Linked DNA regions of Mus musculus: all the other regions are linked to region 6. A link is a contact called in public Hi-C and HiChIP or PLAC-seq data. All regions are on one chromosome and are shown on one strand. The core of a region is the stretch at or near the end of the contact, and the rest is flanking DNA. Distances in the headings are between cores, read along the strand shown. Region 1 has its middle 95 kb from the start of Gm35803. Region 2 has its middle 63 kb from the start of Gm13749. Region 3 has its middle 29 kb from the start of Gm13749. Region 4 has its middle 59 kb from the start of Gm35803. Region 5 has its middle 12 kb from the start of Gm13749. Region 6 holds the start of Klf7 (Kruppel-like factor 7 (ubiquitous)).

Region 1 (4,619 bases), core at 1,006-3,505, 250 kb after region 6:
ATATTCTAAATATTTTTTTGAGAAACTGGGAAGAGGAGCGTGTCCATGATGTCTTTCTCAGCATGCTTGTTACTCATATATAGTAAGACTGGTAAATTTTGTAAGTCAATTGTGTATCATAACACTTTGCTGAAATTATTGATAATTTCGACAATTTTTCTAGTCAAATTTTGGGAACATTGGATATAAGATAATATAGTCTTCAATTGAGAATAATTTGGCTTAATATTTTTTCATTTGTATCCCTTCTCTTGCCTTATTGCTCCAGCTAATGCTTCAATTACATTATGGATGAGCAGTAGGGACAGTGGACAGTCCTCTCCCATTCCTGATGTTAAAGAGGCTTATTAATGGTTTTATTCATTTAGGATGTTATTGGCCATGGGTTTGCCATACATAACCTTTATTATGCTAAAATATGCTTCCTACAGTCCTACTTGTTCTAGGGCTTTTATTAAGAAGGCATGTTGAATCTTATCAAAGACTTTTTCTTTACTTTTTTTTTTTTTTGCTTCCATTGAGATGATCATATGATTCTTATATTTATTGTCCATGTATTTGGTTTATTACATTAATTTCTTATATATGCTAAAAATAAAAATAAAACAATGAAAAAAAACTAAAACAACTGTGGCTAAATGATTAAATATATGCATGTTTTCAGTTGTCCAATAAAATAGACATTTAAAATGCCCCATCATCTGAGATCCCATGCCTTCTTATCCCATGGATGCTTACACACACACACACTATCATGCTAGAATCCTCTTGTATGCCACCACTTATTCATCCTGCAAATATATGAATTTGCTGAACTTTACTAATCATCTACCTTGTGGTCAACAGTATGCTAGACCTCATGTACCCAAAACAATAGACCAAAGCTCATAGGATAGAAGGGATAGCAAAAATTCAAACAAGCTGGGCGTGGTGGTGCACGCCTTTAATCTCAGCACTCGGGAGCAGAGGCAGGCAGATTTCTGAGTTCAAGGCCAGCCTGGTCTACAAAGAGAGTTCCAGGACAGCCAGGGCTATACAGAGAAACCCTGTCTCAAAACAAACAAACAAACAAAATTCAAACAAATATGATACTGAATTCTCTGCCACATGCAGATAAATATAAGGCACTTTGGTGCTTTTAACACAATCCCAGAGGGCCTCCTAGAGGAGATGACTTTTAAGGTAGATATGATCAGAAAAGCAAAGTGTGGCAGACAATCTTAGTAAGCATGAAGATAATCTAGAAATAAAGGGTCAGTGACGACATAGGACATGGTATGATATGGGTGCCACCAGGCTGGAGCACAAGCTCCATCAAGGGAAGAATGAAAGAATGCACAAGTTTCAGTAGACTTCAGGAAGCCTGCTGATGCGTGGAAGAAACACAGATACATTACCTTTGGCTCATTCTTCAGAGAAAACTGCTAGGAAAACATCTTTGTGTTCAGTGTGTTGATGATAAAGTAACCAGGTTGTACAAACCATGACATGGACTCAGGTATTCCATCATAAACTAAAAACTGTGTCTCTCTGGTCCCTCCACCACTAGCAGCTTCAGAGTCACATACTAAAGCTTATGTCCCAATGGGATAGAATCTGGGAGGTAATTATGCCTAGATATAGTCTCGGATATAAGACTCCAGTGTGCGAATAAGACTCTGATAAAAAGAGGAAAGGCCAGGAAGATGGCTCAGTCAGTAAAGTGCTTACTTGCCTTGTAAGCATAAGGACCTTAGGTCAAATAATCCAGAACTCAGTCCAGTTATGGGGGTCAGAGAGAAGCAGGTTTCTTCGCTCTCTGGCCAGCTAACTTGGCCATGGTAAAGTTCCAGACCAATCAGAAACCTTGTCTCAAAAGGTAGAAGATGATGCAGAAGCAATACCTGAAGTTTCCCTTCAACCTGTGTACATGTACATACACACACACACACACACACACACACACACACACATATGCGCACACATTATACACAGATGGGAAGAGATACCAAAGCTTCCTCTTCTGCCATGTGATCATATATTGAGAAGGTAAGCCAGAAACCAAATGAGATAGCAGCTGATCTGAGACTTTCAGACTCCACAACTTGAGAGAATGTTTCTGTTGTTTAAGCCTAATCTCCAGGGGGTTGTTGCCATGCTGTGAGACTACTAAAGTGCTTCTCTTTCACTCCCGTTAGTCTTAATGTGGTGACTCAGGCTGGTCCTTCTGTCTGTGGCTTCAGCCTTCTTACTCTATTTGATGACCCCACATCCTTGCTTACATAAGTCATCCCAGCCATTACTAATGGCTTGGTCAGTGGCATCCTGAGTGACCTGGAAGATTATGATTAGGACATAGTAAGTCCAGGACTAACAAAGTCAGGGCTCTTCATAGTCTATTTGACTGATCTGGTGGAAGAAGGCTAGTAAGGATGTTGTCAGTAACAAAGCAGGAATAAAGCACGCAGGGAGTGGTGTTCATGGACAGACAGTGGGAAGAAGGGGAGGAAGCCCCACCCACAGAGCAGGAAGGTCAGAGATGAGAACAGAACGGATGGCACAGAATATCACCTTCACGGGTGAAGTGTTCCAGAGCCAATCTGACAAAATAATGCCCGAGAATTTCCTGTTTGAATCTGAGCTGCTCGGCTCCAGCAGGAAGCAGCACCCTATTTTCATATAGTCACATTTCTGCCACCCACGTGGCCTGTCAACCCTTGAAAGTAATACTTCCCACCCACCCACCCTGTGGAAATCTGCAGACTTCCCACAGGGCAGTTTCCAAATACCCAAAGCCCCACTCAATCAGAGTAGCACATGGCCATACATATTTAGGGATTTTAATCTTTCCACATAAATCACTCCCTCTGGCTACTTAATCATGTGTGACAACTTGCAGTGACTGCATCTCGTGCTCTGACTTCCCTGAAAGGTCTTGCAAGCTAAGCAGGGTTAAGCTGAGTCAGTAACTTGAATGAAAGGCACAAGATCCACACCGGAAATGCACGGAACGAGTCAACAAGCAGCACATCTTTCAGAACTGTGACCTCTCGCCACCAGGAAGTGGAGCTCTGGGTGACTCTAGAAACTATGTGACAACAGCTCACGGTGTCCTCCTCGCCTGTGGAAACTGGCCTCTCAGCATTAGCCCACTCTGTGGGTCTGTGCTCCTGTACTGGCTAGTTTTGTGTCAACTTGACACAGCTGGAGTTATCACAGAGAAAGGAGCTTCAGTTGAGGAAATGTCTCCATGAGATCCAGCTGTGGGGTATTTTCTCAATTAGTGATAAAGGGGGAAAGGCCCCTTGTGGGTGGTGCCATCTCTGGGCTGGTAGTCTTGGTTCTATAAGAGAGCAGGCTGAGTAAGCCAGGGGAAGCAAGCCAGTAAAGAACATCCCTCCATGGCCTCTGCATCAGCTCCTGCTCCCTGCCCTGCTTGAGTTCCAGTCCTGACTTCCCTGGTGATGAACAGCAGCATGGAAGTGTAAGCTGAATAAACCCTTTCCACCCTAACTTGCTTCTTGGTCATGATGTTTGTGCAGGAATAGAAACCCTGACTAAGCTCCCAACTCTTTTTGGAGGCAATTTGCCTTAATCGGAGGTATCGTAAAGCCAATCAAGCAAGGATGGCCCAAGGACTTTGAATCCAACCAAGAATTCTCAGACTTTAAGATTCCCAGGCCATAGCTGCTGGGAATATAGCAATGTCTCAGTTCTTTATTTTAACACTACCATAACCTCAAACTTTGAAGATCTCGATTGGTTAGACTCTGTTAATGATGCCAAGGTCCATGTAATTGTGTGTGTTGTGTGTGTGTGTGTATGAGAGAGAGGGGGAGAGTCGGCATACGTTATGAATAGGTGAGCATGTGGTCGTGGGTGCATATATGTAACTGTGCACATTAATGTTTATACATATGAGTATGGGAGCTAAAGGACCATTTCTGGTGGTATCCTCAAGACTAACTCTGGTGGTATCTATCTCCTTTGAGATACAGCCTTTTATTGGCCTGAAACCCACCAATTAGCCTAAACTAGCTATCCAGTGAGCCCCAGGGATGCACCTGCCTCTGGATCCCCAGCCCCAGGATTATAAGCACACAGCACATTACCCAGCCTTTCATGTGACTTCTGGAGATCAAACCCAGGCCCACATCTCTATTTTATCATCAACTGAGTTATCTCCCCAGCTCTCTTCTAGGCACTTTTCTCATAATGAATTATTCATTTCAACCCTATAACAAGAGAGTAAAAGCTTTGCCCATGGTCCTACAGAGAGTAAGAGGCAAGGTTGAGTTTTGACCCGTTTATCTGATTCCAGAATCACTTAAATAGCCTAATAAACACTTTGAAATTAGAGACATTTCTTCCACTTAAGGAAAATCAGGGCCTAGCAAGAATTTACAGGGAAGCTATGTTTTTCTTCCACGGGACCTCAGAAGAGCCTTCCTTCCTCCAGGCATCCAAGAGGAAGGAAGGCTATGACAACTAGCTGTTTACTTCCCAGTATGGAAGGAAATGGCTCTTTAAAAACCAAACAATGGAAAGGAAGTCATGCCATTGGCTAGAGAGCAGTTGGAGTGAGGTTTATGAAGTTAAGCTGGTTAAGGGGAGAGGATGGAGAAAGTCGGTGTCACAGG
Region 2 (4,878 bases), core at 2,200-4,699, 220 kb before region 6:
AAGCAGCAAGCTTGTGATATCTGTGTCATCTCAGGGTGTGCAGTTGAACTTCTTGAGTGTGTTTGTGTTTATTATTAAAGCCCATAATGGTTTCGACAGCAGTTATTTTTCTGTGTATAAAATTAATGGGAGTCTCATTTTCTCTCCTTTTATAGAAATCATTTTAGAGATTATAGGGTAAATTCGCAGAAAAGGGAGTATATGAATTACATCAGATTAAGGGTATTTTTATAGTAAAAGTCAATTATGCTGGAGGGGGCTGTTACTTAATAAACAGAGCTAAGATGAAGTAGAGCATACATGGCTGATTTTAGTAGCTAATGTCTAGCTCATTCCAAATACACACTGCATTTAAAATCTTTCTTTCTCCCTTTCCTTCTCCCCCTGCCCTTCTTTCCATTCACCCTTTCTGTGTGTGCATCGTGAGCATGTGTGTGTGTGTGCACACGCTCATTTGTGAGTATGTTTGGGAGCCCTCACCCATTCTCCCTTTTTTAGGAAAAAAAATCTTCAGATGAACACTAAAGTATGTTCTATAGTGATGAAGAAGAAAACATCCAGCAATCTGCCCTTGGGAGTTTGGTTTTTCCTTTCTGTATTGTGTGGCCTCTTGTTGGAATTACCCTGCGTGGACTCATAATCCAATTGCAGCCCATTGTTATTAGTGTCGGGATAATTACACCATGCATGGTGATGGTTTCCCAGTCTTTGGAGGGCTTTCCCCTGCATTATTCCGTATAATTTGCTCCACAAATACAAGTGTGAAGCAAGACAAGAATAATTTCCTTTTCTTTATGAAGGAAGACAAGTGAAACTTACCACAAATCACATGGCTGATGAGATGGCAGAAGCAGAATGAGAGGCCAGGGCCTGCGATTCCTAACCTGGGGCCTCTCCTTTGTGCTTGCCCTATCTCATACTGTATTGAGATTCTGACCATGCATGCCTGTCAAAGTCTGTAATGATCCTGCTGCATATATCAACAAAAATAAGACATATGGGACAATAAACCTGGAGCGAACTTAAGAAGAGGGAAGAAAATCTGTAGTTGGGATGTCTTTCTGTTAAGCACCTAAATGATGGACAGAAGCAGAGCCCCGGAATGATAATCTTTATCAAGCTTTCTAAGGGGCAGCATCCTGTGCAGTGAGGCAGAAGTGTTCCGTTGGAAAGCTAGGTGGTGGCTGATGCTGACTGAAATACTGTCCAGCTGGGAAAGTGATGGAAATGTGCCCAGTGGCTGATTTCCAGGTGATTGCCTTTATTGCTGTTCCATGCCCAGGCAGATTGCTGAGGGGCCTGTAGAACAGCCAACCTCCTCCGGGAATCTCCCCAGCCTCCTGTCCTCCGCCTCTCCATTGTTCTCTTAGGAGTATACACTTCTTCCCTGAAACTCCTTCTTTCCGATGATCCCAAAAAAGGATATTGTCAAGGACCAGGGAAGGACCAAAATCTATCTACACCAAAAGGTTGACGGCTTTGCCCATGCCACATGGAAACTGAAAAAACTAGGGCAAGTGAGAAGTGACTTAGTGAACATTTTTTCTTGTCTTTTCTTGTTTTTCTTTTCTTTCTTAAGCCAACTAGTGTGGTATGCTACTTAGTTAGCATATGACTTTCTGTAGCTTGCTGGCTGTGGTTTGAAAGCCTTGGCCATGTCGAATGATCTCAGTTATTTCCAAACTTCAGTTTTATTTCTGCATATAATCATCTACAAGGTCCACAGAGGTTCTTGTAACTCCTGGTGAGTTATATTCATTAATTTTTCCCCTTGTCCTAACCTCTGGCTGGTGTGTTGACTAGATCATGGGAGAGGCAGATGCCAAGAAAGTATTTAACATGGAAAAGATTTATAATGGGTAGGGTGGTTAAAATCATTATAAAAGATGATGAATAGAGAGCTGGAGGAAGGTGGAAAAAGAGAACCTATCTGTAATGCAGATGTGTCAGCTGTGACAGAGAAGAAGAAAAGACAATGGGGTAGTAAGTATCCTGGCTAGTGTTTTTGTTAACTTGATACAAGTTTAGAGTCATCTGGAGAAAGTAACATCAATTAAGAAATGACTTATGCTGGATAGTTTTGTGTCAATTTGACACAAGCTAGAGTCATCAGAGAGGAAGAAGCATCAATTGAGAAAATGCCTCCATAAGATTAAGATGTATTAAGTCTATAGGGCTTTTCATTAATTGGTGCTGGATTAAAAGGTCCCACCCTATTGTGGGTGGTATCATCCCCATCCCTGAGCTGGTGGTCCTGGGTTCTATAAGAAAGCTGGCTGAGCAAGCCATGAGGAGCAAGCCAATAAGTAGCACCCCTCCATGTCCTCTGCACCAGCTCCTGCCTCCAGGTCCCTGTCCTGCTTGAGTTCTTATCCCAACTTCCTTTGTTGATTAACAGTAATATTGAAGTGTAAGCCAATTAAATGTTTTTTTCCCAAACTTGCTTTTTTGGTCATGGTATTTCATTGCAGCAATAGAAACCCTAACAAAGCTATGCCTCTATTAGACTGACCTATGGGCAAGTCCATGGAGGGAGGGACCTTTTCTTGATTAATGATGAATATGGGAGGGCCCAGCCCACTGTGGCAATTCCACTCCTGGGATGGTAATTCTTGATTATATTAAAAAGGTAGCTGAGAAAGCCAGCAAGCAGAGATCTTTTATGGTCCTGATTTTTAGTTCCTGCCTCCAGAATCTTGTCTTGACTTCTTCCTATGACTTCCCTCAGTGATGGACTGGGACGTGGAACTGTAAGATGAAATAAATCCTTTCCTCCCCGAGCTGCTTTTGGCTATGGTGTTTATCGCTGCAACAGATATCTAACTAGGACATAAGGTTACTAATGGCTCCCATCTGTGGCTTGGCCCCAAGAAGATGGATCCTAGAGCTGCCTGCATTGGTAGCTGCCATGGTGAAGCTCTGTCACACCCTGTGCTCAGTCATCATTTCGGGCTATCCATGCCCTACACATCCTCAGCCTGAATCCTGATTCAGATCCTCAAGACTGCCATAGCCAGAGACCAGAAACAGTTTCTCTCTTGACCAAGGATTTGAGTTACACACTTGCTTAGCAGTTGGGAGAAGGAAATGGGCCCTGGTAGCAAGGTAAAAGCTAACCTTCATATGTACTCATAGAGGCTCAAGCCTCTCTGACAAGAGCAGAGATACTGATTTCCCCATGCACCCATCTGTCCACCCATTCTTCTGTTCATTTGATGCTTTAGATAATAGAATCAAATCTATTGAAAGTGAGCTCATCTGACTGAGACTGAGCCTCTAACCACAAACAACAGAGAGCCTGCCATAGTTCCTGCTTGATTCTTGCTAGTGCTTTGTGTTACTGTCAAACACATGTTCTAACCTCTTTGATTCCATGTTCTGGGCACAGTAAATAATGAGCTTTAGCACAATGTCCTTGTGTTCAGGGTCAAAGATAGCAACTAAGTTGCGGCAGAGGTGGCCAGCTGACTTGGCTATGTGCCTTCTAATTCCTAAGTCACTGAAGCTGTTGGCTTTCAAAATAACCCTGGCCTTTGGTAATAATATTTCATATCAGCCTCTCTCCAACTTATATGGCAACCTGCCATGCATTGTGGAGTTCAAAGAAATCACAGACATTATTTCAAGAGCACATTATTTTGGGGAATAGAGATGTTAGAAATATTTAGGGCTTGGCAGATAATAAAAATAGTTGGTTTTTATTATTATTTATTATTATTAACAAAGATTTCTATCGATTATAATATAGTACTCCCTTAAATCAGGTGTTTGTAAACCCCTTTCATTTCTTTCATTCCATTATTTAGTCAACCAAAGAACACCTATCTGCACAATAGGGACCAATCTTCCCACCTCACATACATTCATTCCCCCCAACATTGTTTATATTTTGGCAGGCTTTCTCTCGTGAGGCTTAAAGAATCACATGTGTTTGCAGGCATTTTATCAAGTAGTTTAAAGAGCATAAAACTTGCAGTCATAATTTTGGAAGTAAATTTTATTGTTATGGCTTTAAAACACAATCAAATAAAAGCAAGAATTCCATTAGTAGTTGAATATTGTGATAATAGAGTTGAGAATAAATTTTATTGCTATAGGAACTATAAAACAGCAATAATAAAAACACTATTATTGTGAATAAATTGTATTGAGATGACTAACTAGAAAGCTATAAAACACGATGATAAGGGGTAATCTAATCACCAGGAAAGACGTGATAATAATTCACCCTTGTTAGCAAGGAGCCTGAGGTTCCAGCTCATTGGCCTTGAGGCTCTGGGTTACTGCCTGCATTCCATAAGGTTACAGAAAGATAATCTTTGGCCAGTGGGGTTGGCAGGAGACCACATATTGCAGTAAAACTGGACATGGGGATTCGGGAAAATCCAATTATCAGTGAGTGTTAGGAAAGCCCTGTGTAGTAATGCCAAATGCCTTCACAAGACATTTGGGGTGGGAGAATGTTTACAGAGTTTTCCTGACAGTTTTATATATTTGACTGTGTGTTTTCATGTATTTAAAATGTTCTGTTTATATTATTTCAGAATAACTGAGTAGAATTGCATTTCCATTGAGGGATGGCTGAGAGCTTACCTTTTCTGTGAAATGCCTGTGCACCTCATTGCTAGTTATGCATCTGCATTGCATCCCAGTGTGCATCCTCAGTCCTGGACCCATCCATCTGTGGAGGTGAAAGTCCCATTGACACCTGTACTCCAGCATTCACAACACCAAGGATCCTGCCCCCATCTCTTCCTTCAGGCGAGAGGAAGAGTATTGTGGGTAAAATGTTTTTCACTATTTAAAAAGATATACGAGCCTGTGATGGCGTTTATGACATCAGCGCTCAAATCTGTTCTTGCTGACATGTCCTCTGAT
Region 3 (4,657 bases), core at 160-2,659, 190 kb before region 6:
GTGAGTATGTGTGTATATATGTGTGAGTGTGTGTGTGTGTGTGTGTGTGCACACGAGTCACTGTGTGAGTCTGTGTATGAGTGTGTGAGTCTGTATGTGTCTGTGTGTGTGAGTGTGTGTGTATATGTGTGTATGTGTGTGTCTGTAGTACATACAGAATGTCCCAAGTACCTAAAGGATGCTGCTGCCCTACCCCCTTACTACCACCACTACTTAGTTCTTCCTTTGGAATTTCTCTAGTCTCCTCCCAACCCTACCCAAGCACCACTACATCACATTTTAGCACTCATCCGTGAATTTCAGAAAAGAAAAGGAGAAAGGGTTCTAAAACTAAGCCATTCCTAAAGGACAGAGTGGGGAGAACTGATACACATTCAAGTTCAGCCTGGACGCCTGTGACCAACACCTTTGAACATCACAGTGCAGGCAGGAATGACAAGTGGTTTCAGTGAAGTCTGTGTAGAATCTAAGCATCTGGTGGATTGGCTATAACGTTGGGATATCTGGAATCAGAAACTCTTAGAAGGTCTGTCAACCTTATGTAGAAAGTTTTATCAGGAGGTCAGTAAGAAGAGAACTTACCAGAAGTCTGACAAGTGATGAGCTTTAGTCGTGACTGATCTTGGAAGAGAATCTGCAGAAAGGAAGGCTGACACTTAACAGATCTTCTAGTTCTGAGAGATTTCTTGTAGAATCAGGAGACGTGGAAGTAGAGGGATGTATCAAACATCTGTAAGAAAAAGTGAGTGGGTGAAACCACAACAGACTATGAGCTAAGTGATGTGAAAGAGACAACATGGGAAGAAAGAGAAGCCAGAGGGGAGAGCAGGAAGAGATGTATGGAGAAGCTGTCATTTGAGAAAGTCCCTCAAGGTTGGGTAAATTCTGGTAGGTAGAGATTCTAGGTCCAGGCAGCAGCCTGAGAAAAGAAGGAGAAGCTAAGGGACAGCAAGGAAGTTTTTCTACAATGTGGGGTAAGTGTATAAAATATATTATGCTGGAATGGTGGGTTAGGAACACATGATAGAAGATCTCAAAATCTAGGCTAGGTAGTTTGTGTTTATTTCAGTGGGCAGTGAGCAATTACTGGAAGCTTTCAGCAGGATCAAGAACATGGATATGTGCATCTGGAGGCCACGTGGGATCAACTGTGATAAAGATAGATGGGAAAACAAGGAATGCATTAGAAGATGCAACAGACTAATTTTGGGGTAATGAGTCTGAGATAGAGTAATAGCAATGGAAATCAACATTGGTGACTTTGAAGGGGAGAAAAAAGAAGCTAAGGAAATCTACAGAGTTTTACACATGTGCTGTAGTACCATTATGCAGGACCAGAAATAGGAAAGTCAGGACAGTCTCATTGGTGAAAGACATATGAAAAGAAAGGTGGGTGTGGTTAGTGTGGGGTACCAACAGGCTACCTAGACATAAATGCTCAACAGGAGGTAAGAGAGAAAGTCTAAAACCTCAGGGGTAGATCTGTACAAAATATAAAACTCTTGGATTGTCGGATTTATTTTTAACAGCAACTCTCTCGGCATTTCCCACCTACAGATTCAAGTTGGACAGAAGGCGGCAAGCACACTGAAAGCAAAGCACGGAACCAATTATAGAGTTGGATCGAGTGCAGATATTTTATGTAAGAATACTCTTTTTCTTCTCCTCCTTCTTCTTCTTTAATGGTATCCAAGGCACAGGAGAAATCAATGAAGTTTAGAACGTGAGTCGGGCCAAAGAGTAGGAGTTCCTAAGACCCACAGAGAGCTGGACAAATCAAAAATGACCAAAGATAAAAGCAAGTCTGTGTGATTCAGTATTATGCTCTCTGAGGATATGGTGTGAGTGCAAAGGAAAAACAATGATATGCTGGCTCAAACCAGAATTTTCCCTGGCTTGAATTTAAAAGAGCTGGCAAGTCAGAAGGCACAGGAGTTAACAGGAAGGGGATTGTCCTTTGAGCCTTGGTCAGTTGGTGGCAGTCCCAGAGGATCCACCTGCCAGGAAAGCAGATTAGGGTTAAGGCTGGGGAAATAGTCAAAAGAGAGATTTCAGCTGACAGCGAATGCTCCTTCTCCAAATCTAAAGTACAACCTCACACCCACCTCCTAATCCCCACACTACCCACCTTGTGATCCACATACTACCCCCCATCTACAACCCTGCCTTTAGCTCCTGGGGCCCACCTAGCTAATATTTGTGTCATAATTGTCCTGTGATTCATTTGTCTGTCTGTTTTTTACATTCCTTTGTGAGAATTAGTCCATTCCATTCTTGCCTTGCAATTTGATGCTGCCTCGTTTTTTGATCAACTGAGAAATTTTAGCCAAGTCTCTGCTATGTTCCAGGCACAAGGAAAAGCAAGAAGCCAAATAAAAACGCAGGCTCCACAGGGGCTTTTAACCAAGGATGAAGTGGTCCTAGTCAGAAACAGCTCCATCATTTTACTGGAGAAGCCTTTATTCCATGGCATGATGATGGAGTTCCACCTTTCGAAGTCTGATTTCTACATTTTATCTTCCTGGTTTCATTTATAGATGCTGTCAGGATCCTCAAAAGACTGGGATGGAGACATTGGGATCTCCTTCTCCTACACATTTGAGCTAATGGACAATGGTACCCATGGGTTTGCTCTGACCTAGTGCGTATGTGAAGAGGCCAAGGATGCCATTCTCTTAGTCCTTGATGATGTTTATGAGAATTTCTGGTCCACCAACAGTGCCAGGAAGGGGGCAATCACAGTCTCAGCACTGACCATGCTGTACTTCTTCACATCTGTCCTTTAAGTGTGTCCTTCCCTGTCCCGCTTAGCCCCCAGTGATGGGAATGTGGTTGGGGTGAAGGTGTGTGTTGTACAGAAACCAAACCCTGGAACTAAAACTGCTCTATATTCTAATAAAGAGTCATGCTAGCATTTTAAACATTTGTTTTGCTGGTAATTAATTTTTATTGCTCCATGAGACTGTTGTATTACTTAGCTATTAACAACTATAAAGCTATAAACTAAACCCTTCTAAAATTCAGTGGAGCGTGCACCTGTACACCAGTGAGAAAATTCTGCTGATCTTGGTGCTGCTTGCTGATGCAGCTGAGCTAAGTGGTAGGCAGGTTGACCAGGCTCGGCCTGAACTGAGCTGAGGGGTGATATTCATGCTTTCTGGACATTTTCCCCCCCAGCGGGTTTGGCCTGACATGTAGGAAGGGACAAAGTCCCAACCTACAGGCACTATTCAAATCTCTGCTTGTATCACTTTTATTAATATCCCATTTGTGCTGGCTAGTTTTTATGTGAACTCGACACAAAGTAGGGTCATCTGGAAAGATAGACACTTAATCAAGAAAATGCCTCTGTATGGTTTATAGGCAAATCTATAGGGCATTTTCTTGATTAATGATTAAGGTGGGAAGGCCCAACACATTGTGAACAGTACTGCCCTGGGGCATGTGGTCTTGGGGTGTATAAGAAAACAAACTGAGCAAGCCAGTAGGCAGCACTCCTACAAGGTCTCTCTGCTCCAGTTATTGCCTCCAAATTCCTGCCCTGAGTTCCTGCTCTGTCTTCCTTCAGTGATGGACTATGATACAGAAATATAAGAGAAATAAATCCTTTCCTCCCCAAGTTGCTTAGGGTCATGTGTTTTACTACAGCAATAGAAACCCAGCCACAGCATCACTGGCTGAAGGAAGTCACTTGTCTGAGTCAAGAGTCAACGTCACTGTTTAGCTTTGGAGATGAGACAGCGCAGCAGGAACATGCTAAGCTCTGGTTGTTTTTACTCTATGTGTGTGCAGTAGAATCCCACTGTGCTTGGAATCTAATTAGAACCTAGGTGAAGAGGTTCTGTGTTCTATTTATCACTTTGAATGTATGATCCCAATATTCACTAAGGAAAAGAAGTACACATATGTTCCTTGGGTCTAGTTTTAGTTGTTAACAGTCCAAGTCTTTAGTAATTTGCTTGTATGTTGGTCCTTTTCACCCATGGGTTAGTAGCAGCATTTAGAAAACAGGTTATATAATTTGTCTATAAAGTTGCCACTAGCTTTAAATATTTACCTACTTTTTCTGTTAATAATAATAATAATTTGGGAATCACCTAAGTATCTTTTAAATTGCTAGGCATTCACAATGGTGCGCAGACATAGAGCATATGTATTTGGATCTTCTATTACAGTGAGTGAAATTCCAAATAGCCGTCATGAGTAACCGGAACGGACACACTGTCTCATCCAGGGCAAATCCCAGCGTAGTGAAAGCTATATAGCAAGAGCACAAAGAAATAAACTAAATAATCCAACTGCTATGAAGGAACAGAGTAGAGAGCTGAACAGGGCCCGCTCGTATGTTTGTGGCTCTCTAGGCACTTAGCTGCACTATCTTGTCTGTTAAATTTCAAGTGCTCTTCAAGCAGCCTCCAAGGCTGTCATTTCCTATGTATCTCCATGTGACACCTTGAAATGGTGCTAAGCACTTGACAGGCTTTCAACAAATGCCTCTGTGACTGGCTGACAGGGTCTCCCTAGTGTTTAGTCACCCGTTTCTAAATTTCCTTGTTGGCCATGGTCACAATACACTTCCTGGTTGTAACCCTTTTATTGTCCTCCTTTTGTCCTCTCTCTTTCTCCATGTTTTCCTAGTGTGTGGCTGATAAGGGTC
Region 4 (4,365 bases), core at 1,428-3,927, 220 kb after region 6:
AGCCTCTATGAAGACCTGCCTAGAAGTTCCACACACACAGCTAGAACCCTCATATGACTCAGCTACACCAGTTCTAGGCGTACACCCCAAGTCTCTAATCTACATGCCATAGAGGCACTTGCACATCCATGTCCGTGATTTCTCTATTCTCAATAGCTAAGACATGGAATCAGCCAAGTAAACGGATAAAGAAAATATGCTATATAAGAATGAAGGGTTTTTATAAGATACAATTTGCACAACACATGAAACTGAAGAATAATGAAGACCAAAGTGTGGACACTTTGCCCCTTCTTAGAATTGGAAACAATCACCCATGGAAGGAGTTACAGAGACAAAGTTTGGAGCTGAGACAAAAGGATGGACCATCTAAAGACTGCCATATCCAGGGATTCATCCCATAATTAGCCTCCAAACGATGACACCATTGCATACACTAGCAAGATTTTGCTGAAAGGACCCTGATATAGCTGTCTCTTGTGAGACTAGGCCGGGGCCTAGCAAACACAGAAGTGGATGCTCACAGTCAGCTATTGGATGGATCACAGGGCCCCCAATGGAGGAGCTAGAGAAAGTCTCCAAGGAGCTAAAGGGATCTGCAACCCTGTAGGTGCAACATTATAAACTAACCAGTACCCCGGAGCTCTTGACTAGCTGCATATGTATCAAAAGATGGCCTAGTCGGCCATCACTGGAAAGAGAGGCCCATTGGACTTGCAAACTTTATATGCCCCAGTACGGGGGAACGCCAGGGCCAAAAAGTGGGAATGGGTGGGTAGGGGAGTGGTGGGGAGGGTATGGGGAACTTTTGGGATAGCATTGGAAATGTAACTGAGGAAAATACGTAATAAAAAATATTAAAAAAAAAAAGAAAAAAAGAATGAAGGGTTTTATATAGCTGAAACAAAGGAGTGAAATTATAACATTCACAGGAAAGTGATGTATGTAGGTATAGCTTCATGTATATGTCAGACTCAGAAAGACAAACACCATGTTCTCTCTCATATGCAGTATATATGTATATATATATGTGTGTGTGTGTATATGTATATATGTGTATATATATGTATATATGTATATATATGTATATATGTGTATATATATGTATATATGTGTACATATATGTTGGAACAAGTAAATTCTAGACAAGTAATAGAATATATGTGAGATAAAAGCAGAAGAGAGGACTATTCTTCAGGGAGTAAGGGGACCCACAATAAGGGGAGAAAGGCAAGATGAGGGGAGAGGAAGGCAAAAAAAATACATGTATATCCGTTTATTATAGTCTAACTGTGGCTGTTTGAATAAGGATGGCCCCATAGCCTCACATGTGTGAATACTAGGTTCTCAATTGGCTGAAAGGTTTAGAAAGAATCAGGAGGTGTGGTCTTGTTGGAGGAGGTGTGTCACGGAGGCGGGCTTTGAGGTTTCAAATGATTTTGTGGACTGGGATGTGGGCTCTCAGCTGCTGCTCCAGTGTCCTGCTTGCTTCCATGCTGCTATACTCCCTGCCGTGAAGCTAACAGCTCCACCTCCACCTCCCAATTCTGCAAGCATAAACCGCAAGCAAGCCCTTCCTTCTCTAGTTGCCTTGTTCATAGTATTTTATCACAGCAATAGAAAAAAAATAGTAACACACTAACCAAAAGGCTAAAACAAGAACATACCTTCCCATCTCACAGAGAAGAAAACAGACAATAATGAAAAAGACTTAACTGGTGTTCTATACAAGCAAGTTCTCCTGCATTTGCAAAAACAAAGGTATCTCAAGAAACGATAAGAGACCTTGCCTAGAAAGACAGGCAATCATGAGGAAGGTGAAGGATGGACGGGAAAGGAGCATGCTAGTTAATGAAGAAAGCCCTAGAGCTGCGGTCTCTCCCCGTTGTAGCTGCTTTACAGATACTGGAGGGCAAGACATCGTCCATAAATTATACTCTGACCCCATTTTCTAAATTTCATTAAAAAACATTTTTTCCCTCTTTTATCTGAACATTCTCTTTCGACTTTCACAAAGACACTCCTGGGTCTGTGTTATTACCCAATAAGTTACCTGCTCCTGTGCGCGGTGACTGTAATCAAGCCTGTGCGGCTACTCTAACAATGCACCTAAGTGGGCCACAGACCTCGCTTGCTCGCCCTGTTGTGTCATTTCACTTAATTAATAAGCAGAACGAAGATTTCAGAAAAGGAGGAAATTTGATTACACAGCATTGTAATGGCACTCGAGTCTACAGTGAAGATGGAGTGGGGTCTGCCCCCTTAAAATTTCCATTTGCTTTACCATTGTACAGTGGAAATGTCAGCGTAGCTCCACTCCACAGCCCCTCCCAGGTGGCCTTTAGCCGCGTCTCTCGGTAATACTAAACCATTAGTCATGCCCGGGTCAGTGATGTGTCAATAACAGAATAATTATTAAAGGAAGCCTTAAGAGGAAGGACAGCAGCCTCAGTTTCAGAACTAGATAGACCACCCAGTCATGGCTGGTTGATTAAATGAATGGATGCTGAATAAAATGTCCCCTTTACATCTGGAGACCTAAGGACTGCTGATCCCATTATTCCAGGGTTTGTTTGTAGCTGCTAAACACCTTTTCAGACCAATAAGCCGCGCGGCTTTTACTCCTGATGATTGCAGCCCGCCCTTCCCAAGTAGAACAAATTTACCGGAGTTAATGGCTCTGCCGTTTTAAAGGAAGTCAGTCAGCGGAGCAATTCAGAGCGATTGAATCTTTGCAGAATGCAAGGTGCAGAGAAGACATGGACTTGAGAGCCTGAAATTGGGGATGCTCGCATCTTGGGCTAGACCTCTGAGAGAACCCAGCGAAATGCTAAGGAGAAACTCCGAGGGGGTGTTTCTGAAAGCCCTAAGCATTAAAATGAGGAACAGGGAAGAGAGGCGAGTATGCGCAGGACTCCCTGTGAGCATGGAGTCCCGCACCCAGGGCCAAGAAATTGTCACTCCAAGAGCAAGGCCTTCAGCAGAGCCCTTCTCAGGCCGTTCAGAGGAAGAACAACTCGGTTGACCTCTTTGATCTGAGACTTCCGGTCTTCAGACTTCAGAGAGAATGACTCTGGGCGGATTAGGCCATTTTCTTTTGTGGGTTTTATCATGACAATCCTAGCAGGCATGTGGGAAGCTCTAACCGCAATGTTTGCTGGTTGAGTAATCTTAGGCACGTTATTTAAACTTATGACCATTTACTTCTTGAAAAATGAGAACAAAAATGTATTGTTTATTATAGGAATCACATATTTATTATGGGAATTAAATCTGTATGTAAAGAATGGGCTTCAAATTCTAATAGAAGCCCAAAGGAGAGGGCTGGGCCAGGAAATGTAGGGGGATGTTCAGCAAGCCCTTTAGACAGTTTTCATCAAAAGCAACAATAAAATAGCATTTCTAATACTTCCTTTATGTGCATTGTGATTAGAATAAACCTTGTTGCCTTTCATCTCTCAAATTCAGTTGTGGCATAATTACATTTCAGACCAATAAATAAGTAAATAAATATCTAAGAAACAAATGTCTTTAAAGGGCAATTCCTTGATCTATACCATTGATGATGATATGCTGAAAAATGATACTTCCTGTCATGTTCTTCCTCCAATCATACAGCCTCCAGGTTAATCATAAGGAAAACATTGAATTTCCATGAAAGATTATCCTACAAAGTATCTCACTAGTGCCCTTAAAATTGGCAAGGTCACAAACAATAAGGAAAGCCTGAGTAACTGCCCCAGCCAAGCAGAAACCAGACCTATTGAGAACAACTGTAACAGAGATACACAAGTCCCCAGGAGAAGAGCCTAGAATACAAAGAAGGTCTGAAATAGAAACTACGGAAGTCTGAATTACTGGATGTTAATAATACACAGCATTGCTCCAGTAATGTTAACAAATGTGCCACACTAATGGTAAAGTGTTAACGACAGAGAAATCAGTAACTGGAGACTAGAGACAGGGAACCATCTTCTCATTATCCTGTAAGTCCAAAGCTAATCTGAAACACAAAGTCTTCTGAGGCTTGAGAGAGATGGCCTGTGTGGAAGCACCGGCCATGGAAATGTGGGGACCTGACTGTGGATCCCTGGGACCCATGCAATGTTCAGAGCATCAGTATTTTTATCCCAGTGCTACATTAGGGGAGATGGAAGGCAGAGCCAGAAACTCACCAGCCACTAGCCTGGCATACACAGCAGACAAACAAGAAAGATGCTGTCCCAAGCAACGTAGAAAACAAAGACTGATGCACTAAGGTTGGTCTCTGACCTCTACATGCTTGCATACCTTGGCACATGGGTACCCACATTCACATATAAGAATGCACACACATGTGTACATACACTTCATGTATACATGCCA
Region 5 (4,342 bases), core at 1,128-3,627, 140 kb before region 6:
AACAAGAATGTGGAACGAGGTTAATATCCTTAGCTGTGAGTTAAAGGCTCTAAGGAAATGTTCAGTACACTGGAAATGCTCTCAGTCTGGACTAGGGTGTCATCTACATGAGTGAACAATCTAACAAAATTTGTCACACTTCCTTTTAAAACTTAGATCTCACTGTGGGTATATTTTACAAAACTTTAAACATGTTCACACAACCTATCTTTTCCTTGCTGACTTGTTGCTATCTGGATGTTTGCTCTTGAGAGTCAAGTTGTTGATCATTTGGTCATCTGTTTTGTCTTCCGCCCACTTTTGCATTCATCGCTGAATACAGTGCTTTGGATTTGGGAGAAACTGTCCTTCCATCGGTCTTGAAGAGAGTTGGGGAGCATGGGAGGGTGGAAAGTAATGTGTTCAGTTCAATTTAGGCAATTATAGCATTGGAAGAGGAAAAATTCGTGGGATGCCAACTGAGCAGGACTGATTACACTCCGCTGATGTAGAGGAGGACCCACAGAAGGAGGAATACGGAAGTCATCCTGGGCTCCTGCTGCAGAGAAGGAAAGGCCTGACAAGCTGTCATTCACGTTAAGGGTCACACTGACTCTTTTATAACAAAAGACAGGTTAACAAGAAGAAGTAAGAGCAGACTTACATAATCAAAGCTTTATGGCAATGGAGACTTCAGGGAAGAAGAGCCAATGATGCCGGGGAAACTGGCAATTTTTATGCTTAGGTTCAGTGGTCAGCTGTGCGGGAATGTAAGTGTGCAAAAGAGAATATGATTTAAGGGTAGCAGGCTGGGAGGGAAATCCAGGAAGCCCTGTCCATTTGGCATTCCTTTTCTTGGCCTTTGCTATAGCATTCCTTCCTTCTGGGTATGAAGTAGGGCTCTCTGGAAGAAGAGTCTTCAAGAAAAGAGGGTAATTTCTCTGGGGTATCTAACTTGATGAGAGAGAAAAAGAGAGAGAGAGAGTTCTATTGTTCAGGTCTCTGCCCTGGAGAAGCAGAATTCTGGTTCCTGTGATGGATAGGGAAAAGGAATGGGAGACAGGGAGGGAATACCAGAGAGGCCATGCTATTCACTTTCTTGAAAGCATTGTGGCAAGTCCAGGCCCTGACCTAATTATTCCATATTGTGTAGACTGGTTTCTCGTTTTTCAGACCGTGTGATGCTCTGGGGGGCTCCACTTCATAAGCAGCTTTTGATTCCGTTTTTTAAGAGTGAAGGATGACTCTGTACCTTGCTGGATGCATGAGTGACACCATTTCTCTAGTACCATCCACCAGGTGTGTGTGTATGATTTGAGAGTTAATATCACTAATTAAAAAATAAAAGAAGGTAGGTCTGTCTCAGTCAGCACTATCAAGGAAAACAGATCACTCTGGCCAATTAATGATATAAAACCTCGGTACCTTATGAATTTCCAATTGTTCAGTAAATTCTGATGTTGAGGATAGACACAAGCATGCCATCTAGGTTTCTGACATAGCATGCTCAAAATAGTCAACGTGACAAAGAGAATTCTCTGGGGTCTGTTGTGTTCCAACACTGTCTTAAGTGAGAAATGGGAAGATGATGTCCATTAACCGGGGAGTGACATACAAGAGGGGTAGATTAGGGCAGGAAAGGGTACAGGTGATGGCTGGCAGAAAGTGACAAGTTCTTTTGTGTGCAATGGACTCCAAGCACTTAAATGAACTCAGAAAAGGAGTTCAGATAGGCATTGGCAAATAATATCCAGAGCACTGAATTTAATTTCTGTTCTATAGAAGAAACTTGGTTTGGTTCCTGCATAATTTTCCTTTTTTTTTTTTTTTTCAGTCTTATCCACAGAATCAGCTCATTTCTTCTGACCCATACCTTTAAATTCTTTCAAAGTCACTGCCAAAAGTGTGACTTGGTTTGTATTTGGAAACTGGCCATTTCTAAACACAAGTCACACTCTATCATGCGTCGTCATGGTGGGATAAAAGAGCCCGTGTGTTTGAGGTCAGACTGACCTAACTTCTAATCCTTGATCTGCCATTTGGAAATCTTCTTGCCTTATACTAGTGTTGTGAGATACTATGACATGGAGAACTCAAAATTAACCCCCAGTGCTTAACATACAACCTACATTGGCAATGTGGTTTCCAGATAATGAAGGGGGTGAGTTTCACCAGCTAAGCAGTGCTAGGTAAAATGATGAATGGAACGGCAGACCCTGGACTCTGTTTCCTTCCGCAGTCTCCTCAAAGCTTGAGCCTCCTCTTTTCATCATTCTATCTGCTCTCAGGAGAGAATGTGACATCAGTCCATGGCGTCTCTTTGTTAAGGAGTTTACATCATCCTTTTCTTTGCCTGCCTGGGGACTTCACATTCCAGACCTTCTATGTAACATCAGGAAGAATGCACTGCTTCTGGTTACAGGCTTTGTGAGCTCCTTAGAGGGTGGCTGGTGTACAGAAGGGCCCTTCCTGGGACTGATGAAATCCTAAGCATTTATCACTTATCTCCCTTCTACTGGGCCCTGAGCCTACAGTTGAAAGCAGAGGACACCGTCTCACTGCATCCAGTGTGCATGGCTCCTCTAACAGCTCTCCAGGTTTTCTCTCTTCCTCCTTGACAAACCTCCTCCTCCCCTAAGCTATGTGGTTTTATTTTGGATTTTAATTATTTTGTTATTAGTAATAGTAATTCTCCATAAGAGACAAATGGGGGGGAAGGGAGTATTTGTCTTTTATTTACTATTCTTTAGGTTAAATGACCACAGGTTAATTAAATTGAGAAGTGTCCCTCCAGGGATGTACAAGGTCCCTGGTGGTCCAAGAAGGTAATAAAACCATGGAGAAACTGAAAGCATTTATTGCTCGCTGCTTTAGTCTCCACAGCAGGCAGCAGCGTCCAAATACAAATTTAGTTAATTATTGGGTGATTCAGAACAGGTTTTCTGGGAATTTAATTATCAAAATGGTCTGTATGGTACTACTATTGCTGTGGGGCAAATAACATGGAGTTGTCCAAGGGCCAGTGGCCTCATGTCCTGACTAAGCACATCCACCCAAAGAGAAAATGTAGAACAAAGAATTCTGCTGTGCTTTTATCAAAGAAAATGTCTATCACAGCAGCAACCTCTTTTAGAAGTGTGTGTGTGTGTCCCCGTTTTCTTTATTCCTTCGCCTCTCTCCCATTAATTCATTAATTTTGTAAGTCTCTACTAGAGTCTTAAATTCTCCCAAACAATAGGGTAGACAACCCCAGCATCCGAGCAGCAATGAAATCAATAAAGACTTTGGAGGAAGGCAAGAAGAATGGTACGTGGTAATAGCAATTATTCACTGCAAGCAGCCTAACCCATTTTTAATTTAATTTGGAGTGCCATTATTTCAGGATTCCAAACGCTAAGGTCATTTTAATCATGCAGATCCTGTGTCTTATTGAATTGTGGCAGAGAATTACTTTTGTGTGTGTGTGTGTGTGTGTGTGTGTGTGTGTGTGTGACCCTGAGTTTACAAGGACACGCTGGGCAAACAGCCAAGGTACTGTGCGCTCAATAATAATAAGCTATACGTGAAGTCAACGTGATGGCTATTAGTCATTGACGACCCTGATTAGAGGAGTATCTCCTCTTCAGACCCTGTAGCCATTTGAATTAGCACTTTGGAGAGTGAGAAACAGCACCAAATAAGCTGTCTCTCTTGTATGGTACGAAATACAACATAAGACAAACAACAGAGTAAAGCTATGCAGTAATTAAATATATAATGGAGAGGGGAACAAAGGATGATGAGGGTCTAGGAAGATAAATTTTAAAAGTTTGATTTTGCAATGAAAGAGAAATATCTTTGCTGGAGAGCTGGCCTCAGGTGCATGATGAGCAAGAACCTATTTTACTTTCCATGGAAAAAGAAAGAAGCGGGAGATCTACCTGGTATAAAACGGTGAGTGGAGGTTTCAATCTTCATCTTCTGTTCTCTTTCCTGGTAGCTGTAACTAATGGCTTAATATTCACACAACACGCCAAGACCTTCACAAGCCTTTGCATATATCAGCTTTATTTAGTTTTTTACCACAAAGCCTGAAATACACATTTCCCTCCTATAGACGCTTTTCAAAGAGACGTGTTTAAAAAGAAATGTGTAATCTGTTCTCAGATATCAAAACACAGAGCAGGAATTTTAAGCATTTACCCTTTTCATCCCATGTCACCAGATATTTTCAACTGTGGAAATACTTTTTGGTGATGCTGATAGTTTGTTTTAATAAAGAATTAGAGGGGGAGGCTAGTTCAGGGTCACTGTCCTGGCCTAGTGTACACACAGCCCTAGGTTCAATCCTCCCCCACATAGGACAAAACTGAAACAAGCTGAA
Region 6 (4,426 bases), core at 1,029-3,528:
CACACCAGTGGGCTGACAGGGTGAAAAGAAGGCTGTTTAGGGGGGGAAAAAAAACCTAAAAACAAAACAAAAAAAACGAGATTCTGGCAACATTTTGGCTTGCTTCATATCAAAATACAAAAGAAAGGATGTAGGGAGATCCGACATGAGACATACTCTTCTTAAGGGCAGCAGGAAAGGATGTATATAGGAAACGATGTGAGTACTCTGCCTGCGTGTTTAGCAAAGGACAGCATCTGCCAGCCTTCCAACTGGAATCCATGCGCTACACAGACACACAGACACGGGCAGCGAATACCTGGAGGAAAACTCCCGCAGCTACCAGCCAGGCAACAACTAGTAACAATGGCACAGTCTTAAGATTGAGCGCTTTACCACTGGCTCCCTATACCGTGAGCTTAGCATCTCTTCCTAAAGCAGCAACTGTTACATCCCAGCCTCAAGCTGGCAAACCCTGCTTTGGATCCTGGCAAAGGAAACTCAGCCGTTCATTAGCCTTAACAAGCTGCTGTCACTGAGCAGAGAAGTTACATGAGCAGCCACACACCAAGGATCCCAGGGCCCTCCCCAAGGGCAAGGTTTCTCTCTCTCTCTCTCTCTCTCTCTCTCTCTCTCTCTCTCTCTCTCTCTCTCTCTCTCTCTCTCTCTCTCTCTCTCTCCAGGATGGACTGTACAAATTCACACTCTGAACGTGCAAATCCAGACTGTCTTCCTGGACTTTCCACGGTGCACACTGTAGAGTTTTTAAACACCCGTGGTGTCCCTATCCCCAGCCGCCCCGCCCCCACCCACCACCATCTTTCCTGCAGAATGTCCCCCTCAGCACCTCCTAATCGCGGCTGGAAAAACCACTGTTTCCGTAGCAGACCCAGCACTTTCCACTGACCAGCACTTTCTTTATTCCACTTCACAAAGCCCAGTGAACTTGTCCCCAGTCAGGCTTCAACCTCCCGGAGATGCCAAGAGAACTTGGCACCGGTACCCTTTAGCATCCTAGGAGTTTTCTTAACTAGTCCTCTAAGACAAAGTAGGGAAGCAAGGAAGCACACACCACCCTTTGTCCAAGGTGGTGCTAACCTGAGAGGCACCCCAAACAAACAAACAAAAAGCAAGGACACAGTACAGGCTGCTCTCTCTGGAGGCATTAGCTAGAGAAACCATACAATACATTGTCAGCCTAAGAGAGACATATCTTCTCATCTTCCTTGTACATATCCTTAAGCATCTTTTGTCACCTGGCTTCTCTTCGTACAGCTCACCTTGTATCTAAAAATCAAGCTCCTATTCTTTATTGACACTCAGTAAATTACTGGGAAAAACACTCCGTGCTTCCCCCCACCCCCCTTGACGGTCTTCAGGACCAGTTGAAATGGATAAAGCTGATTTAAGTACTAAGGTCAGAACTCCTGCATCTAGGAACGTGGTATCCTGTCAACCATTGCTCGACCACCTTCCCACCCGGCTCCTCCAAACCCGAGAAGTTCGCCAGCAATTCTCTGCTAGGGGACAGCGAGCCGACAACGTGTGCGCAAGGATGTGTGTTGGTGACAGAAATGCAGGCAGCTAGGACCGGCTCAGCTCAACACACTAAGGGGCTAGGGGTGGGTGGAGAGGTAAGCGCATATGATTGTTTCACAAAACATTTTAAACAACACACAGCCAAAAAATAAATAAATAAATAAAAAGAAAAAATTAATTAAAAAAATTTCAACTCAAAGCCCACACCAAACGCAGCCCCTGCGTCTCCGCCGCCGCCACACGATTTACACAAGTAATTTAAATCATTCACCTGCTGCCAGGTCTCCTCCAGGGATGGCAAAGCTGAGAAGTAGCCGGTGTCGTGGACAAGTTGTAGCTCCTGGAATATACTATAACTAGCCAACACGTCCATGCTGCTGCTGCCGGGCAAAACCGGAGGAGAAACCCTCCCCCGAGCTCAGCTGGGTCTGTTTGTTTGTCAGTCTGTCTGGCTCACCCCCCAAGAAGGCAGACATCCAGTGGCCCTTTTGTTTTGTTTTGTTTCAGTCAACTAAAAAAAGGAGAGAAAAAAAATCAATGCAGGAGAGAGGGAGAGAGGAGGTGAGAGAGGAGGGAGAGAGAGGAGGTGAGAGAGGAGGTGAGAGAGGAGCGAGTGAGTGGGGTGGATCGGAGAGAGGGATCCAGCGTGTACAGTGCAGATGACTGCCAGGAAAAGGGGACTTCACGGGAGTAACAATTCCCTTCCAGGGCTCTAATCACTCCAGCGCGTGGATCAGGAAGGGGAACGCAAACTCACTGACACGAAGCTGCCATCTATATCTGCAGCGCTGTTCGCTCCTAATGCAATCTTTGCTCTTTATTTTGGGAGGTTGCATTTTTTTTCTCGCGATCGCTTCTCTCCCCCCCCACCCCTTCCCTTCCCTCCCCACCCCCCACCCCATCCTCGCTAGTTTGTAGTCCCCCCCCCTTGTCTCCTCCTCCTGCTCTTCCCCCTCCCCAAACTCCCTCCCTCCGCCCCGTTTTGCGCGCAGCCGTGGGATCTCGGAGGAGGGCGTCCATTAGGCCGCGTGTGACCATGTAAGGTAAACAGGGGGCTCATGAAGTCACTGAGGACCAATGCGGCACTCGGAGAGGACCATGGGGCGGGGCCTGGCCCCGACGGCAGCCGCCGATTGGCGCGCTGCGGATCTCCCTGCTGCCTTACAAGGCGGTACGAGGCAAGCTATTTTTAGAGGGCTATATAAAGGGGTAGAGGAGTCCGCCAGGCGGCCGGGGAGCTTGAGCGCCAGGGAGTGTTGCTGCGACACTTGCGCTGGCTCCTGGGACGCCTAGGCGGCCGGGTTCGGGCTGCGCGCTGGCCTCCGACCCTCGCTGCAGGGCTCGCCCGAGCCGCCGGCGCCCGTACCCAGTGCAGATCCGAGGGGACGGGTTGCCGCGGTGGCCGATCGGGAGGTGCGGTCCCGGTCCTGGGTTAAGATGCCTCCTGCGGGAGCAGCCGGTAGAGCGGCGGCGCAGCGGTCGGGGGCAAGGAGCTCTTTGCACTCGGCCTTCCGCCAAGCATGGGGAAGAAGGGTAGCAAGGGAGAGCCCAGGCTCAGGACAGCGTCACGTACCCCAGACTAAAGCCCAAAAGCCAGTTCCGAATTCCCCACAGGGTGCCGAAATGAAGTGCCAGAGAGGAAGTGCCTCACAATGGCAGAGAACAAAGGCGAGCTGCACGGAGACTAGCTTGCGCCCGCCCCCGACGCTGCACGCTGTCCCCGCCCCGGCCCGCGCGCCTCCGTGCGCGCCGCCGATCGCCTACCGCCCTCCTTTTCCTCTGAACTGAGCCTAAAACCTGGCCAGGAGTCTGGTGTCCAGCATCTAAGCGTGTGCATGAAAGAGAATAGGGGGAGCGTGGGTCGAATTAGGGTGCAGGCTGGAGCGGGGAGCAGTTAGCTAGCAGATCCTTACAAGAGGTTTATCCAGTAACTTCATGGAGCAGGTATGGAGCAGGGCTCTAAAGATCTCAAGATTCTGCAAGCTCAGAAATGGAAACCTGTGCAATGCACGTGGTTAAGAGTTGCCCATTTGTTTGCTTGACCTTAAATGGCTCGTGTGCCTTCTCCAAAATACACCGAAAGCTGGACTCCTTTAGAATAACTACAGAATTCAGTACTTAGACACGAGAAACGTCCTTATACCTTCAATGGGAGAAATACAATTTAATCGACTCCATATCATTCCTTTCTATTGATAAGAACATTACATTTGTTTCATAAAACAAAAGATCACCCATTTCCCCCAGAGGAAATTAATTACTAAGATTGGAGAAAAGCCGGTTTATTTGCCCTTTAGTGCCTGACATTCTTGTTGGTCAAAGAAACAAAATTCTTTGCATAATTGATGCCTTGCTTACAATGTGCTGCCTCCGATCAGCTCCATGACTTGAGCAAATGGCAGTAAAGGCCTGGGCTTCCCAGGAACAAGAATTCAAATATCTGCCACTCTTGTTAGAAGAAACAAAATACGCCTAGGGTAGTATGTCACTGTTAGGAGGCATTAAATGTTGTTGTCCACTGTCCCCAGACTTTAAGCAAAGAAATTAAATAGCACCTGAACTTATAGTCTCCATAGAGAACAGGCCAGAGTCTAGAAGAAAATAAGATAGCGAAACCTTGCAATAATTTGTTAGGTCTCACCCTGTCCACTCTTCCCCCAACACGATCTGGTTGTAGGGCTTGGGCAGAAATCCACTGAGAGGTCCTAACGTAGATGTATTTATGAGTAATAAGAAAAAAGAAAAGAAAAAAGCAACCTTGGATACAATAGGTAAACATCAAGGCGAGATCACATAATTTACTGTTTAAGGCTCAAGGGAATTAATTTTTGTGTTTTATATTTATACTATTGCTATTTTTATTTAGTTGGTTTGCATTTTGTTGTCTTGTTTTGTGTGAGCCCTATTT

Evidence for each region. A called contact is a pair of places that touch in the nucleus more often than the background predicts. HiChIP or PLAC-seq counts read pairs in DNA pulled down with a chosen protein or histone mark.
Region 1: an H3K4me3 HiChIP or PLAC-seq map of bone marrow-derived macrophages shows a contact between it and region 6, with 11 times the contacts expected there. The contact joins the enhancer-like site here to the promoter of Klf7 in region 6. A contact is called at or near these places in 11 of 39 promoter capture datasets (the 3T3-L1 cell line, 3T3-L1-derived adipocytes, the C10 cell line and 6 more), 10 of 484 Hi-C or Micro-C datasets (the 3T3-L1 cell line, the N1E-115 cell line, bone marrow-derived macrophages and 5 more), 18 of 115 datasets of contacts at active chromatin or transcription factors (the NIH/3T3 cell line, acute myeloid leukemia, astrocytes and 12 more) and 3 of 9 other capture datasets (adipose tissue, bone marrow-derived macrophages and liver).
Region 2: a contact with region 6 is called in a Hi-C map of Sertoli cells, with 3 times the contacts expected there. The contact joins the enhancer-like site here to the promoter of Klf7 in region 6. A contact is called at or near these places in 5 of 39 promoter capture datasets (the 3T3-L1 cell line, HPC-7-derived erythroid cells, embryonic stem cells and 1 more), 4 of 484 Hi-C or Micro-C datasets (the AML12 cell line, the HL-1 cell line, Sertoli cells and 1 more), 9 of 115 datasets of contacts at active chromatin or transcription factors (acute myeloid leukemia, embryonic forebrain, embryonic stem cells and 6 more) and 1 of 9 other capture datasets (adipose tissue).
Region 3: a contact with region 6 is called in a Hi-C map of cerebral cortex, with 2.2 times the contacts expected there. The contact joins the enhancer-like site here to the promoter of Klf7 in region 6. A contact is called at or near these places in 4 of 39 promoter capture datasets (the 3T3-L1 cell line, embryonic stem cells, hematopoietic stem and progenitor cells and 1 more), 6 of 484 Hi-C or Micro-C datasets (CD4 T cells, astrocytes, cerebral cortex and 2 more), 14 of 115 datasets of contacts at active chromatin or transcription factors (astrocytes, bone marrow-derived macrophages, embryonic forebrain and 8 more) and 1 of 9 other capture datasets (pancreatic islet).
Region 4: a FOXA1 HiChIP or PLAC-seq map of pancreatic cancer cells shows a contact between it and region 6. The contact joins the enhancer-like site here to the promoter of Klf7 in region 6. A contact is called at or near these places in 6 of 39 promoter capture datasets (3T3-L1-derived adipocytes, the HPC-7 cell line, HPC-7-derived erythroid cells and 3 more), 10 of 484 Hi-C or Micro-C datasets (the AML12 cell line, the N1E-115 cell line, brain and 4 more), 21 of 115 datasets of contacts at active chromatin or transcription factors (the 230-238 cell line, the NIH/3T3 cell line, bone marrow-derived macrophages and 14 more) and 3 of 9 other capture datasets (adipose tissue, liver and pancreatic islet).
Region 5: a contact with region 6 is called in an H3K27ac HiChIP or PLAC-seq map of trophoblast stem cells, with 28 read pairs. The contact joins the enhancer-like site here to the promoter of Klf7 in region 6. A contact is called at or near these places in 11 of 39 promoter capture datasets (the 3T3-L1 cell line, the C10 cell line, the HPC-7 cell line and 7 more), 12 of 484 Hi-C or Micro-C datasets (Sertoli cells, cerebral cortex, cochlea and 8 more), 18 of 115 datasets of contacts at active chromatin or transcription factors (CD8 T cells, the HPC-7 cell line, T-cell acute lymphoblastic leukemia and 15 more) and 2 of 9 other capture datasets (adipose tissue and pancreatic islet).

Annotation. Positions count from the first base shown.
Region 1 is chr1:64,371,921-64,376,539 of GRCm38.p6, forward strand. No RefSeq gene overlaps it. Among named protein-coding and RNA genes, the nearest start is that of Gm35803, 95 kb to the left of the region's middle. Within about 2 kb of position 2,256, at least 34 of the 459 cell types and tissues checked have an H3K27ac peak or open chromatin away from gene starts, as enhancers often do. A contact at or near this core is called in the N1E-115 cell line, the NIH/3T3 cell line, adipose tissue and 6 more, where this site is marked.
Region 2 is chr1:63,899,137-63,904,014 of GRCm38.p6, forward strand. No RefSeq gene overlaps it. Among named protein-coding and RNA genes, the nearest start is that of Gm13749, 63 kb to the right of the region's middle. Within about 2 kb of position 3,450, at least 15 of the 459 cell types and tissues checked have an H3K27ac peak or open chromatin away from gene starts, as enhancers often do. A contact at or near this core is called in Sertoli cells, where this site is marked.
Region 3 is chr1:63,933,147-63,937,803 of GRCm38.p6, forward strand. It overlaps the pseudogene Gm13754. Among named protein-coding and RNA genes, the nearest start is that of Gm13749, 29 kb to the right of the region's middle. Within about 2 kb of position 1,410, at least 11 of the 459 cell types and tissues checked have an H3K27ac peak or open chromatin away from gene starts, as enhancers often do. A contact at or near this core is called in astrocytes and cerebral cortex, where this site is marked.
Region 4 is chr1:64,335,729-64,340,093 of GRCm38.p6, forward strand. No RefSeq gene overlaps it. Among named protein-coding and RNA genes, the nearest start is that of Gm35803, 59 kb to the left of the region's middle. Within about 2 kb of position 2,678, at least 50 of the 459 cell types and tissues checked have an H3K27ac peak or open chromatin away from gene starts, as enhancers often do. A contact at or near this core is called in the 230-238 cell line, the AML12 cell line, the N1E-115 cell line and 6 more, where this site is marked.
Region 5 is chr1:63,974,679-63,979,020 of GRCm38.p6, forward strand. No RefSeq gene overlaps it. Among named protein-coding and RNA genes, the nearest start is that of Gm13749, 12 kb to the left of the region's middle. Within about 2 kb of position 2,378, at least 30 of the 459 cell types and tissues checked have an H3K27ac peak or open chromatin away from gene starts, as enhancers often do. A contact at or near this core is called in ganglionic eminence and trophoblast stem cells, where this site is marked.
Region 6 is chr1:64,119,111-64,123,536 of GRCm38.p6, forward strand. Klf7 (Kruppel-like factor 7 (ubiquitous)) reads right to left here and starts at 2,279. Exons shown (of 4, transcript NM_033563.2): 1 at 1,790-2,279. The coding sequence starts at 1,891. It overlaps Gm35880 (a long non-coding RNA gene), which reads left to right and starts at 2,457. Exons shown (of 3, transcript XR_373464.4): 1 at 2,457-2,561.